2 separate regions of the Ostrinia nubilalis genome follow, and region 2 is linked to region 1. The links are chromatin contacts, called in public Hi-C maps. All regions are on one chromosome and are shown on one strand. Each heading gives the region's core, a stretch centred on a gene start, on an enhancer-like site or on the middle of the called end of the contact. The rest is flanking DNA. Distances are from core to core; before and after follow the strand shown.

What was found. Hi-C and Micro-C count contacts between places; a contact is called where the count stands out from the background.
Region 2: a Hi-C map of whole body shows a contact between it and region 1, with 5 times the contacts expected there. The contact joins the promoter of LOC135075303 here to the promoter of LOC135075301 in region 1. A contact is called at or near these places in 3 of 5 Hi-C or Micro-C datasets (whole body and whole larva).

The regions. Positions count from the first base shown.
Region 1 is chr10:13,262,446-13,265,938 of ilOstNubi1.1, reverse strand. It overlaps LOC135075301 (ubiquitin carboxyl-terminal hydrolase 5), which reads right to left and starts at 1,545. Exons shown (of 17, transcript XM_063969692.1): 1 at 1,295-1,545. The coding sequence starts at 1,399. It overlaps LOC135075299 (glutathione S-transferase theta-1-like), which reads left to right and starts at 1,748. Exons shown (of 5, transcript XM_063969691.1): 1 at 1,748-1,941; 2 at 2,027-2,117; 3 at 2,286-2,436. The coding sequence starts at 1,830.
Region 2 is chr10:13,398,941-13,402,433 of ilOstNubi1.1, reverse strand. It overlaps LOC135075303 (arginine-glutamic acid dipeptide repeats protein), which reads left to right and starts at 1,907. Exons shown (of 1, transcript XM_063969716.1): 1 at 1,907-3,493. The coding sequence starts at 2,303. It overlaps LOC135075449 (zinc finger protein 595-like), which reads right to left and starts at 1,479. Exons shown (of 6, transcript XM_063969890.1): 1 at 1,012-1,479; 2 at 1-877. The coding sequence starts at 1,379.

The DNA.
Region 1 (3,493 bases), core at 296-2,795:
TTTGATGATAATGATCAAAATATTTATGGAAATAGAAGTGTTCAAATCAACTCTGTGGTGGACAATTTATACAGGTTAATACATAGCATGCAAAATAACACCGTTGGCAATGTAACTGTGATAAGTGCTCCAATATATCGACAGCCAAAATCTGAAGTAATGTGTACAAAAGTGTGCTATATTGATAACAGTAAAATGTTATTATACATGTTTGCATTGGCCATTGTTAGTTATTTTGTACCGATTACCATTTCTACAATTATATTGACTAAGATAAATTTAATTGACACTAAAAGGCCAAATGAAAAGTTGTATGTGAGTCGAGAATTGATCTATAATTTGTTATTTTGGACTCCTGTGATGTTGGATTCATTTTTGTCATTGATATTATGCTCGTACTCTATGAACGGAATGAAATCGTCGCTGATTACTACCATTGCTAATGTATACCAAGCTGTCAAGAATTTCATGAACACAAAATATTTCAAAGACAATACTATAACACCGGTTTAATTTTATTTTGTAGACAAAAATGTTAAGGTGTGAACTTGTTTAAAAAATATTTATACCTACCTAATAAAATACAGAAACAACACAGGGCTAATATTTTTTTTCCTCTAAATATCTGATAATAAGTAGAACAGCTATTTGCAAAATGTTAGATTACTGCAAGTCTAGGGTCTACTGTACTTGTCACTACCTAAAATTATAAGGAGAGAAACAGTTATAATGTCTGGGTGTCCATGGAAGACCAGCGTCTTAGCATAATCTACTGAGATGCAGATGCTATAACACCATGCTTTTAGTATCTTCAGTATTATCAGTGGCACACCTTTTCAGTATCATTGTAACATGTACACATTCTTAAAAACTGTTGATTATGTGTATTGTTGATGACAGTGAATAAACATTTTTTGGTCAGAGGGTAGGGTTTCATTCTTTCTTTCTAATAAGAAATTAACCAAACAAAACCAAATGAAGAGTTAAGAACATCAACTGGTAAGAATATTAGTAATTTTTTCAAAGAAATTGACATAAATAAAATTTTATTGAGGTAGGTTTAGATTACATTATTTTTGATTTTTATTGTTATAATTAGATTTAAGGATTTATATTAGATGATAAGACAAAATATTTCAGGCGTGGGCGATAACACAGGTAATACTGGACATTTTAACAGTTAAAATCTGAAGAAATAATGTTATTATTTTGACTAAATTACTTTCTAAGTTCTATTTACCGGCAGATAACTAAATGAGAGGTTAGAAAGTAAGGAGTACATTTTGCAACTCACCGGATTGTCGAAAGAATAAACACATTCGTCTTTGTAAATCAGCTGCTGAGGCCCAGGTATTTTTATTTTAGATAAATGTGGAGTCAACAGGTCCAATGACGCCATTATATCTTAAAACTATTGATGCTTTATGTGAAGAACAAAAATGCGATGCGAGATCTAACAAATCAACGACGACGCCGAAAATATTCAATCAAAATGCAAGAAGACCACAATCAAACAAGATTTGAAGACAATCAAAATTTTACTTTATATTTTTTTATTTCACGGTTCTGTTCTGGAAGCTAGTCAATTTAGCCAAATATAGTGATGTTTCTGAAATTGAATATTCAGATTGGTGTGTCCCTATTTTTTAGTCGATAACTCGATACAACACTCGATTACTTTGCATTAGCGTGTGGTGTGGTGACACAGCATTCACCCTTTTCGCCATCGCCACATCAGCGTCACAGCACTAGTTGTACTTTGGCTGTCAAATTGTAAGCAAAGTTTCGAAGTTCGCTGATCCTAGTTCTAACTTAAAAATTAACAAAAAATGCCACTAAAATTGTATTATGATTTAATGTCCCAACCATCTCGAACATTATTTATTCTTCTCAAAAAAGTCCAATGTGACTTTGAGCCCAAATATGTGGATCTCCGGAAAGGTAACAAACTTTTTCTTTGAGTAAGTTTTGATTGAAAATTCTATCAGCTCTAAAGTAAAATTTAATACTTTTCATTTTGATTTAGCTGAACATTATTCTGAGGAGTTCACTAATCAAATTAATCGAATGCAGAGAGTGCCAGTGATTGACCACAATGGATTTATTTTATCTGAGAGGTTTGTAGTACCTACCTATACCATTTATCGAAATAGAAATGAATTACTAAATATAACGCAAGCCATTAGGTTTGCCTATACTTAAGCTCATTAATATTCCATAATTTAAAATATTAATTAGGTAAAAGATGAGGAACGTTAAATATCATATTGATATTTTGATTATAGTGTTGCAATAGTCAGATACTTGGCCCAAGAAAAGATGATTCCTGAGAGCTTGTACCCATCAGATAGCAAACTACGGGCTCGGGTGGACGAATATTTGGAGTGGCAACATGTAGGCCTGCGATGGCACTGTGCCATGTACTTTAGAGTTAAGGTAGGTTTATTTGTTTATCTTTTTATCATTTGGTACCCAGATTTACTTACACAATCTGTGGCTACTGAATGTTTTAGAAACTGCATTCTTTTTATAGTATCTCCTCATCGATATACAAAACATTCACATGTTCATTATTTAACAGACTGCAATCTAAATATTAAAAAAAATACATTCTTTCTACTATTTTGGGACTACTATTCTTAAATTATTTTCTTCTAGCCTATTATAACATTATGTTTAGATAGGTAGTTTTTTTTATCTTACATCAGTATCAGCACTGTTCATGAGTTATGATAACAATAATATCTTCTTATCTCTGACCTTTGTAATCTAATAGAGATACCTTTGTTGATTTAACCCTTGCACAGATTTGGCCCTATAAAATCAGTATGAAGTCTAGTTTCATACTAAATTAGAAAATGCTCAATTTTTAAAAACTTCAAAGATGGAAGATTCATGCATTCAAGCTAAAAAAGAAAATTAAGATGATAATATTGGTTTTACAAGCTTTTATTTTTACGTCATCAGTACTTAAAAAACTAAAACCCAACTACGACAAAAAACGACGCTGAAAAAGCATAAAACAAGATTTTCAGAATACTGAACTGAACGAAGTTGCCAATGTAGTTGCATAGTAATTTTCATGTTTGGAAAACCGCAGTCACACGTTGTCAAAGTGCTACGGTAGGTAGGTTTAAGTAACGTGTGACTACGCCTTTCCGAACATGAAAATTACTATGCAACTACATTGGCAACTTCGTTCAGTTCAGTATTCTGAAAATCTTGTTTTATGCTTTTTCAGCGTCGTTTTTTGTCGTAGTTGGGTTTTAGTTTTTTTACTTTTTATTATTTGTACTAGAGATGCACCGAATGTTCGGTTGAATATTCGTATTCGGTACATTCGGCATATTTTTTTCATGTTCGTATTCGGCCGAATGTTCGGTTGAATTGCCGAATAATTACCGAATATTAAAAGTATTGTTAACAATTAAAAAAATAATATTTAATTAAACAGTTTGGTTAACTAATTACTAAATAAGTGTGGTTTATAGCG
Region 2 (3,493 bases), core at 658-3,157, 140 kb before region 1:
GTCAAATGTGGTAGCACACACTCTACACGAATAAATAGGTACCGATCTCACAGAATGCATTTTTAACATATGTGTGCTAAATGTGTGGATGGATGTAACACAGGTTTTGCATACACCACATTCTATGTCCAATTCAACATCGTCATTGGCAGTTTTGTAGTCTATACCGGAATCCTCAGGAACTGTGTTTGAATTAATCTGGCTTAACGTTTGATTGACATACTCAAAATAACATTTATTCAACACAATCAATTCCATTAGGGTAACATCAAAATCTTCAATGCCTTTGTAAGTTTCTACAATACTATTTTTTGCTTCTTTATTTTCATTATCACTAAGGGGCTCCTGTTTTACCCCTGAATCCTGTTCATTTTGCACATCAGCAATATCTGGCTTTTTCTCCAATTCCAGGTAGCCTGTTTTGATATTGAACTGGTCTGTAACGAAGTCTGTACTAACATTAGCACCGTCTACATGGAAAGGTGGATCATTACCAGATATTATGTTTGTGATACATTTGAGAGTGAAGTGGTGATAACCCATGTAGTGGTTGAAGAAGTTATTGCAAAAAACATCTCCTTTATTGCACAGCAAGCATAGGAAATTTTGGCAGCCTAGATATTCAACTTCCCAAATGACTTCTGCATTTTTACTCTCTGTGTTAGTTACATTATGTTTTTCTATTAAGTGCACGTCATATTGATCATCGTCTGTGGTTCTGAAGTGGCAGAGGCGGCAATGGACCAGGTTGTGAGCCTCACTGAAGTGTTTCCGCCATTCGACCTGTGTTGGGAAGCTGTCTAGACATTGTGAGCATGGCCACGGACTGTGAAACTTCTGATGAGTTTGCCACACTGCTCTTTCAGTCACAAAATAGCTAAAACAAAACCATAAAATGATAAATATTGGTGTATTTTACAAACAGAAAAGTGAATTAAGTTGGGAAGAAGAATGTGAGATTAAACAGCATTCCATTATTTGTGATTGACTAAGTAATAAGAAGACTCTCACCGACAAATTCCACAAAAATCTTTTTTGTGATTCAGAATATAGTGGAGTATTATTTTAGACCGGTTAATGAACCACTCCGAGCAAAGCAGACAGCTGTAAGGTCCAGTAGGATTGAGGTCTTTTATGTACATCCATACATCTGCAGGCCTCTCAACTATCTTCGGCGGTCGTGTGGTTTTTATTGGTTGATGTAATTTGATGGTAATAGAAACGGTATCATTACGTGAGTACTTCTTTTTCTTCTTTTTCGATGGCCGAATTACCTCAATAGTTGTTTCAGTTTCGTAGGTTTCAAATTTCTCGGGATTTAATCTTTTAGCAGCTGCTAACACCGACAACGGTTCGTCATCTGATTCATCCGAAGTCATTTTAGATCTCAGTGATTTACAACAGTATTAAAATTTACTGAAATCGAGAAAATTCACAGATTTTCATGTTTCCCTATTTTTCCAAAGCAAGCAACAACTTTTTTTTCTTTACGAGTTGTCACACTTGTCACTGCTGTCAATCTCGGCCAGTGAGGACCAAAGTATAGTTTTGTTGTGTCCCAAAATCATTGATCTATCTTGGAGCTCACCGTCCCATTGAAAATGTTTTTGGTGGACCGAACATAACGTTCCAAAGACAAACATTTTGACGTTATGTAGTTTTAAATGTCTTTAATATAGCGAAGGCATTTTAATATTCGTGTTGTACATTATTTATTTTGCCTAAATTGTGCGTGTAAAAATATTTTGAAGTTATCAAATTGAAGGAAATATATTGCGGAATAATTATTCCAAATCGAACTAGTTTATCAAGTTATAAACCACTATCATTTTATTTTGATTTTTTACATTTAATTATGTCCTTGTAATGAAACGTACAATAAAAATGTAGAATCGTGGCAGCCATTTTATAGAATGTTTTTGTCTATGGTGGCCAAAGAAAGGCGAAGCTAAACAAAAGGGTAGCATGTAGATAGCATTTACTAAAATAATAGTAAAATATGCGTAAATACTGAGTTAACAAAAATATTTTTATGATAGAAATTAGTGAGGTCATAAATTATAAGTTGTGTGTATCATACAAGTTCGTATTATGAAGCACAATGCACCGTGTAATGGAGGCCATTAGGAGTAATAATTATGTATATTGGCATACTTACTGTTCTACGGACAATCAAACACACGCGTGAAGAGAAGGTATAATGCATTTACCCAATGGTATATCTGTGCAATATGTAGACTTTGTGACATGTGAATAGTTTTGGTGCAGAGTGCCAGTGCAAATAGACGGTCACGTACGAATCATGGCCCAAAACCAAGGGGAGGTTCAAGTGGGAACACCGAACCAACCCGTGAAGGACAAGGATATTTATGCGTGCCTGCCTGATATGCGCTTGAATGGTCCGCTAGGACCCGATGAACCGTGTCCAGGTGGCGAGGAGCTGCGCTGGCTGCCCGCTCAAGCAACAGACAGGGACCTGGTTATGTACTTGAGGGCCGCTCGGTCGATGGCAGCTTTCGCTGGCATGTGCGACGGCGGCTCCCCCGACGACGGCTGTATGGCGGCCAGTCGCGACGACACCACTATCAATGCGCTAGACGTTCTCCATGACTCTGGATACGACCCTGGACGTGCCCTGCAAGCTTTAGTGAAGTGCCCTGTCCCTAAAGGAATTGAGAAAAAGTGGTCCGAGGAAGAAACTAAACGGTTTGTGAAAGGTATTCGCCAATTTGGCAAAAACTTTTTCAAAATAAGAAAAGACTTGTTGCCCCATAAAGACACAGCTGAGTTAGTCGAGTTTTATTATTTGTGGAAAAAGACTCCCGGTGCTAGTAGTAACAGACCACATAGGAGAAGAAGACAAGCATCATTGCGTCGTGTTCGTAACACTAGGAATTCTAGAGCAGGAACTCCCAAGGAACAAACTCCAGAGGCTACTCCAGCTGTCCCAGACACAAACGGTTCTAGACCTTCTCCCAATCCTAAAGAAGCGGGAGAAATGAGTTCAGTTACAGAAGACGAAAATTCAGAGGAAGATAGTGATTCACGGGACGCAGGAGACTTGGCTAAAGTTGACAATGGCAGACAAGACAATCCTGAGGACTCACCTAGCAGAATGCGCACCAGAAACAAATCAAAAGAACAAACAACACCAAATGGAAAGAAAGGGCAAGATGAAAGTGATAATGACTCGAAATCCAAGGCTAAACCTATTAAACCAACTGTTCAAAGTACAAATACAAATAATAATGTTACAGAGAAAGTACTTTCCTCACCAGTAAGCAAAGATGCCAAGAAGAAAGTAACCACCAATGGCAAAGTTGATGTCTCAAAGGTAAAGAAACGTCTTCCAGATGATACAAAACCTGAAATCTTAGATGGTGATGTTCAAATGAAAAAGAAAAAGTCTGAGAATCCCCCTGAGAGCCCATCGGAAAGCCTTACAAATGATAGTTTTCCTGCAATGGATGAAACTGCGGAGCCTGAACCAGAA